2 separate regions of the Mus musculus genome follow, and region 1 is linked to region 2. Evidence: chromatin contacts called from public Hi-C data. All regions are on one chromosome and are shown on one strand. Each heading gives the region's core, a stretch centred on a gene start, on an enhancer-like site or on the middle of the called end of the contact. The rest is flanking DNA. Distances are from core to core; before and after follow the strand shown. Region 1 has its middle 67 kb from the start of Itm2a. Region 2 has its middle 29 kb from the start of P2ry10b.

Region 1 (3,903 bases), core at 1,246-3,745, 160 kb after region 2:
AAAATTAACTCAAACAAGTCAATGGCCTTTCTCTACACAAAGAATAAACAGGCTGAGAAAGAAATTAGGGAAACAACACCCTTCTCAATAGCCACAAATAATATAAAATATCTCGGCGTGACTCTAACGAAGGAAGTGAAAGATCTGTATGATAAAAACTTCAAGTCCCTGAAGAAAGAAATTAAAGAAGATCTCAGAAGATGGAAAGATCTCCCATGCTCATGGATTGGCAGGACCAACATTGTAAAAATGGCTATCTTGCCAAAAGCAATCTACAGATTCAATGCAATCCCCATTAAAATTCCAACTCAATTCTTCAACGAATTAGAAGGAGCAATTTGCAAATTCATCTGGAATAACAAAAAACCGAGGATAGCAAAAACTCTTCTCAAGGATAAAAGAACCTCTGGTGGAATCACCATGCCTGACCTAAAGCTTTACTACAGAGCAATTGTGATAAAAACTGCATGGTACTGGTATAGAGACAGACAAGTGGACCAATGGAATAGAATTGAAGACCCAGAAATGAACCCACACACCTATGGTCACTTGATCTTCGACAAGGGAGCCAAAACCATCCAGTGGAAGAAAGACAGCATTTTCAACAATTGGTGCTGGCACAACTGGTTGTTATCATGTAGAAGAATGCGAATCGATCCATACTTATCTCCTTGTACTAAGGTCAAATCTAAGTGGATCAAGGAACTTCACATAAAACCAGAGACACTGAAACTTATAGAGGAGAAAGTGGGGAAAAGCCTTGAAGATATGGGCACAGGGGAAAAATTCCTGAACAGAACAGCAATGGCTTGTACTGTAAGATCGAGAATTGACAAATGGGACCTAATGAAACTCCAAAGTTTCTGCAAGGCAAAAGACACTGTCTATAAGACAAAAAGACCACCAACAGACTGGGAAAGGATCTTTACCTATCCTAAATCAGATAGGGGACTAATATCCAACATATATAAAGAACTCAAGAAGGTGGACCTCAGAAAATCAAATAACCCCCTTAAAAAATGGGGCTCAGAACTGAACAAAGAATTCTCACCTGAGGAATACCGAATGGCAGAGAAGCACCTGAAAAAATGTTCAACATCCTTAATCATCAGGGAAATGCAAATCAAAACAACCCTGAGATTCCACCTCACACCAGTGAGAATGGCTAAGATCAAAAATTCAGGTGACAGCAGATGCTGGCGAGGATGTGGAGAAAGAGGAACACTCCTCCATTGTTGGTGGGATTGCAGGCTTGTACAACCACTCTGGAAATCAGTCTGGCGGTTCCTCAGAAAATTGGACATAGTACTACCGGAGGATCCAGCAATACCTCTCCTGGGCATATATCCAGAAGAAGCCCCAACTGGTAAGAAGGACACATGCTCCACTATGTTCATAGCAGCCTTATTTATAATAGCCAGAAACTGGAAAGAACCCAGATGCCCCTCAACAGAGGAATGGATACAGAAAATGTGGTACATCTACACAATGGAGTACTACTCAGCTATTAAAAAGAATGAATTTATGAAATTCCTAGCCAAATGGATGGACCTGGAGAGCATCATCCTGAGTGAGGTAACACAATCACAAAGGAACTCACACAATATGTACTCACTGATAAGTGGATACTAGCCCAAAACCTAGGATACCCACGATATAAGATACAATTTCCTAAACACATGAAACTCAAGAAAAATGAAGACTGAAGTGTGGACACTATGCCCCTCCTTAGAAGTGGGAACAAAACACCCATGGAAGGAGTTACAGAAACAAAGTATGGAGCTGAGATGAAAGGATGGACCATGTAGAGACTGCCATATCCAGGGATCCACCCCATAATCAGCTTCCAAATGCTGACACCATTGCATACACTAGCAAGATTTTACTGAAAGGACCCAGATGTAGCTGTCTCTTGTGAGACTATGCCGGGGCCTAGCAAACACAGAAGTGGATGCTCACAGTCAGCTAATGGATGGATCACAGGGCTCCCAATGGAGGAGCTAGAGAAAGTACCCAAGGAGCTAAAGGGATCTTCAACCCTATAGGTGGAACAACATTATGAACTAACCAGTACCCCTGAGCTCTTGACTCTAGCTGCATATGTATCAAAAGATGGCCTAGTCGGCCATCACTGGAAAGAGAGGCCCATTGGACACGCAGACTTTGTGTGCCCCGGTACAGGGGAACGCCAGGGCCAAAGGGGGGGAGTGGGTGGGTAGGGGAGTGGGGGTGGGTGGGTAAGGGGGACTTTTGGTATAGCATTGGAAATGTAAATGAGCTAAATACCTAATAAAAAATGAAAAAAAAAAAAAAAAAAAAAAGAAGTGACAGAAATAGTTGCAACATTGACAGTTTTTAAAAATGTGTACCATAAGCTCTATGAAAGTATTTTTCCCAGTGTTAGGCAACAGTGGGTGGCATTATACACTCTTAGTGGAAAATGAGGAAAGGAGAGGAGGGGAGAAAAGGGGAAGGAAGGGGAGGAGGAAAGGGGAAGAGAAGAGAAATATTAGTATACATAGTTACCCTAATGTGCCAATGAGCTCATTTCTTCTTTCCTTCTAAGCTACAACTGATGCAAACACACACACACACACACACACACACACACACACACACACACACACACACACACACACCTTTAGCTGGTTTGTTTAAGCAGGCAGACGTGAGCTACATTGACTACAGTGTGTTATTGAATTATCATTCTGTTATTATATGGTTAAAAAAACCTGTTTCATAGGCATTGCCATTATGTATTTCTCACTTTTTCCATGTAGCCTAGACTTCCACAAATGCCCTATGTGCATTGCACCCACATCTGAATCTCCCACTCTTTCCTAAAACCTGGTTTTCACATTGTCTAAAGAAAATGCTTTATTGAGGGTCTCCAGAAACTTCTAAACTGATATGTAAAGTGATATTTAAATACTTATCATAGTAGATCTCTTCAAAGTGCTTAGTCTTATTGATTGCCATCTTTGGAAACTTTGCTCCTACCTTTTTGACTAAACAGCCATCTTGACTATCTTCCAGAGTTTATACCTATTTCTTTTCTTCTCCTTACTGCACATCCTAACCTTGGTCAGCTACTAAACATTGTTCTTTTCCAGGATACATTCTGGGACCATTTCTCTTCTCATGTTACCTACTTACAATGAGGAAGCACATAGTATGTCTTCAACTACTACTCATACAATAATGATTCCAAAATCCATACCTATGGCCCTGTTTTCTTAGTAATTTTCTCATAACGATATTCTGAAATCTGTTCTGGTCAGGGATGAAAAGTTAACTGAAAATATACTGTTCTTAGCTTTCCCATCTTTTTCAATGCAGAGGGAATTTATGTCATATTTTATATGATTGCAAGTGAAATTTTGAGCTTTAGTAACCCTGAAAAAGAGAAAAGTGCATTCATTATTGTGTTGGTATATCTTCTCATCACAGGCAAACACATTTTTTGTGTGGTCATTAAAAACCCTAGATGACTGACCTCCTTCCACAACTCTATACCAGGAGTCAGAATAACTTCTTTTAGGGTTGCTCATCTCTCAGGTAAGTATGAGATTTAACATGCCATTAAAGGGATACATGAATATTGATAGTTGAGGTCAGGACCTTATTATGCCCTTCACCACATGTTCTAAAATTCTACCACACTGCTACTTACAGTGACAGTGACACCCACCCTAGCTCATACCTAACCTATAATCCTACAAGAGGACAAAAGGCCTTGGTGCTACAATTACACTACCTTCTCTGCTACTACTGTAAGACATAATTTAGAATTGTTTTTTTTGTTCTGTTTAGTTCTCACCTAAATGTTTTATCTAATATGCAGATAATAATGTCCTCATTACTGTATTATGTTGACTTGTCATTAGAGAATTGTAAATGATA
Region 2 (3,681 bases), core at 1,160-3,659:
AATGATTAAGGATGTTGAACATGTTTTTAGATGCTTCTTAGCCATTTGGTATTCCTCAGTTGAGAATTCTTTGTTTAACTCTGTGCCCCATTTTTTAATGAGGTTATTTGATTATCTGGATTCCAGCTTCTTGAGTTCTTTGTATATATTGGATATTAGTCCCCTATCAGATTTAGGATTGGTAAAAATCCTTTCCCAATCTGTTGGTAGCCTTTTTGTGTTATTGACAGTGTCTTTTGCCTTACAGAAGCTATGCAATTTAATGAGGTCCCATTTGTCGATTCTAGATCTTACAGCACAAGCCATTTCTGTTCTGTTCAGGAATATTTCCCCTGTGCCCATATCTTCGAGGCTTTTCCCCCATTTTCTCCTCTATAAGTTTCAGAGTCTCTGGTTTTATGTGGAGTTCCTTGATCCTCTAAGACTTGAGCTTTGTACAAGGAGATAAGAATGGATCGATTCGCATTTGTCTACACGATAACCGCCAGTTAAGCTAGCACCATTTGTTGAAAAAGCTGTCTTTTTTTCCACTAGATGGCTTTAGCTCTTTTGTCAAAGATCAAGTTACCATAGTTGTGTGGTTTCATTTCTGGGTCTTCAATTCTGTTCCATTGATCTACCTAAGACAGCATTTTCTATATAGGAAAATGGAGTGATAAACAATATCCATATATCAACATTTTAAAGAAAGGTCACTTTGAGATCTTCAGTGTGTCACAATTCCTTTTTGGGGTTTAGTTTCTTCCTTTTACAATGTTTTATTTTTATTTGTATTATTTCTTCTTTTCCACTTCCAAAACACTCTCACATATCCATATGCTTTCCTCATTGTTGCATATATTACATATATGCATGTGCCCATAAACATTAAGTACAATCTTCACAGTCTGTTTTTTATATGTAGATTTTCAGGAATGACATTTGGTATAGTATTATATCATTCTTTCTTCTGTTTCCACTCCTTCCAACCCCCTCCCATGTCAGTCCTCCCATTTCGTTTATAATTCATATTCTTCTTTTCTTTATTATTGTTATACACAAAGAAAGATATATACAAATAAATATATAAATATGATTTGCCGAGTCCATTTGTATTTTAAGGCTGACCACCTGTATTTGATAACCAATTAGGAGGCTCATCCCCAGGGAGGATTAATTCTGCATTCTTTAGTAGTCAATTATTGCTTATAGCTTTATATTTGATCGTGAAGGCCCATGAGATTTTCCCCATGAAGGTATAACACATATTTTTAGGTTCTTTATTATAATATTCCAATTAAAAATCACTTCTTAGTTTCCTTAAAAGCTTATTAATGTAGGAATAGTTCACATGGAAAATCATGGCATAATTATCATAAGCTGCAGATATCAAAATTTTCATTAGAATAATATAGTGAATCAAGACTTACTCTGTCAAAGAGACCATTTCACATCGTCTGTGTTACATTTGTTCTCTGACTCTGAGGAACTGTTTATTTTACCCATTCTTAGTAATGTAATACCAAAGGAAACTGTGGGGTTGCAGATTTTGTGCACCATGGGGTTAAATGTCAACTCAATCACTAATTATTTGACTTTCAGTGAGTTATTTGTTTTTTTCCAAGATTTTATTTCCTCAGTAGTAATTGAAGCTATAATTTCTTACCTTGTAGCTCTGGCATGAGGTGGAGAGAAAATACATATTACAACTCTTTCTGCCACAAGCAGTACTTTTCAGATGTGACAGGTACCTTAGTATTGGCAGTCTATGTCATGTGAAGTTGTATTACCACAGATGACTTTTATCATTATGTGCTTTTTATATGTTTTTAATATTGATTTTATTGTACTTATAAAAAGGTTTGCAGTCTGGAGGATGTGGATGGTGACAAAACTTGGAAATACTATTTTCTTTTTGCTGTCTCTTCTCCATATGGTGAAACAATTCAGTGTTAAATTTTCATTTAGATTTAGTGATGTATGGATGTGAATTTTGACTGTATGTATGTCTATGTACTACTTGCATGCCTAGTGCCTGTGGACTTCAGAAGAAGGCAGCAGATACCCTGGAGCTGGTGTTACAGAACCACAATGATGGGATTAGGACTTAAACCCCAGTCCTCTGCAGGAGCAATAATAGATCTGGATATAGCAAAGTGGTAATAGTTACTCTAATGAGAATTCGAATTGCCTCTATTTCTCTAAGACTGACTTCTGGACAATGTCTTTCCCTCAGTAGCTTGGATGTTGTGCTAATGAGCCTGTTCTGGTAACTGAACTTTTGCTGATAGTTTGCAGAGGAGCAATGCTGCTAGAGGGAAAAAAAAAGAACACTGGTCTGGCCTCTCAAAATCAACTGTGTGTTTTCCTGCTCATTTGCTAAAACTTCACACAAATCACTATGTCTTCTGGGCCTCAATTTCCTCTTTACCAAATGAGGTGTTGAAATTTATGGTGACTGGCTTCCTGTTTTATTTCTGCTGCTCAGTTGTTCTGAAATGAGTATTGAGATTTTTCAACACACTTCGGGCACAATGATGCAAGTGAGACTAGGGGGTGGGGAGGGAAGAACAGTGTAGATCTTAGAGATGTAAAGATAGAAAAGGCAGGGAATATGTCCCTTTGCCTCCTGCACTTCTACTTTAGGTACTACAACAGCTTTCTTTTGACATTAGAAATTCAAATTATTAGCTCTCTTCCTGGGATGTCTGTAGCATTAGCTTCTCTGTCTCCAGCTTGAAAACTATGAATGTTTCAGTCTATATAATCATATGAAATTTTTTTCATAATGAATTTCTTCCTTTACTAAAGTAATGCTACTGATCCTGTTACTGAGGAACTATAAAAAGCACACACTATGGCTATCTTTCATGAAAACCACACACAGCCATTGTGTTTATGTTTTTCAGATTGGCCCATTTGTTCACTAGTATTGAAAAATTTTATGCCCATATTGTTTGAATTACATTATGAACTCAACAATAGCACAAAACATGTTTTAAGGATTATTTTGTTTTTAACTCCCCCCTGCAATGTTTGCACTGATGTAATAATACCTTTGCATATTCAAGAAAGTAATGATAAAGGCATAAGCAATTAATTGTAGGTCTACTTTACAATAAATGACATCCATTTTATACACCTCTAGGTGACTTTATAAGATGTTTTTTAAATGATTAGCTATAGGGAGAAAATACCTCAAGAACAGACAGAACACTCTGGTGACAGCCCATGTATGTATATGTATATGTATATGTATATGTATATGTATATGTATATGTATATGTATATGTATATGTATCCCATATACATATAAAGGGATCCAAGGGGAAAACAGTACTTCTTTTTCATACACACCTTGGTTTCTTGCTGGTAAGTACCTTTATATCTACTTGTATTGCTGCCATTTTCACTGACTTTGGAACCCAGTTTCTTCAGCCTTATAGTGCATCCTAAAGACCAAGGACTCTCCAGAAATCTTTCATGGAGTCAGCACCAGAGTATGGCCAGAGTAGAGACATCTAGATTTGTATGCTACTGTAGAAATTACTAGGGTCTCAGACTGCCTAGCATGCAGATAGCCACTTATATGACCCAGCATGAATTGGGTAAGCCAATCTAGTGAATTTCCCTTGTAATATATATTCACTATATTGGTTCTTTTCCTGTATAAAATTCTGAGTTCGAGGATAAGTTATTTTC

Evidence for each region. A called contact is a pair of places that touch in the nucleus more often than the background predicts.
Region 1: a Hi-C map of bone marrow-derived macrophages shows a contact between it and region 2, with 3 times the contacts expected there. The contact joins two enhancer-like sites. A contact is called at or near these places in 3 of 15 datasets of contacts at CTCF or cohesin (CD8 T cells, large pre-B cells and pro-B cells), 18 of 484 Hi-C or Micro-C datasets (B cells, the C10 cell line, CD4 T cells and 13 more) and 3 of 115 datasets of contacts at active chromatin or transcription factors (CD8 T cells, bone marrow-derived dendritic cells and large pre-B cells).

The regions. Positions count from the first base shown.
Region 1 is chrX:107,334,331-107,338,233 of GRCm38.p6, forward strand. No RefSeq gene overlaps it. Among named protein-coding and RNA genes, the nearest start is that of Itm2a, 67 kb to the right of the region's middle. Within about 2 kb of position 2,496, at least 5 of the 459 cell types and tissues checked have an H3K27ac peak or open chromatin away from gene starts, as enhancers often do. A contact at or near this core is called in bone marrow-derived macrophages, where this site is marked.
Region 2 is chrX:107,176,497-107,180,177 of GRCm38.p6, forward strand. No RefSeq gene overlaps it. Among named protein-coding and RNA genes, the nearest start is that of P2ry10b, 29 kb to the left of the region's middle. Within about 2 kb of position 2,410, at least 24 of the 459 cell types and tissues checked have an H3K27ac peak or open chromatin away from gene starts, as enhancers often do. A contact at or near this core is called in bone marrow-derived macrophages, where this site is marked.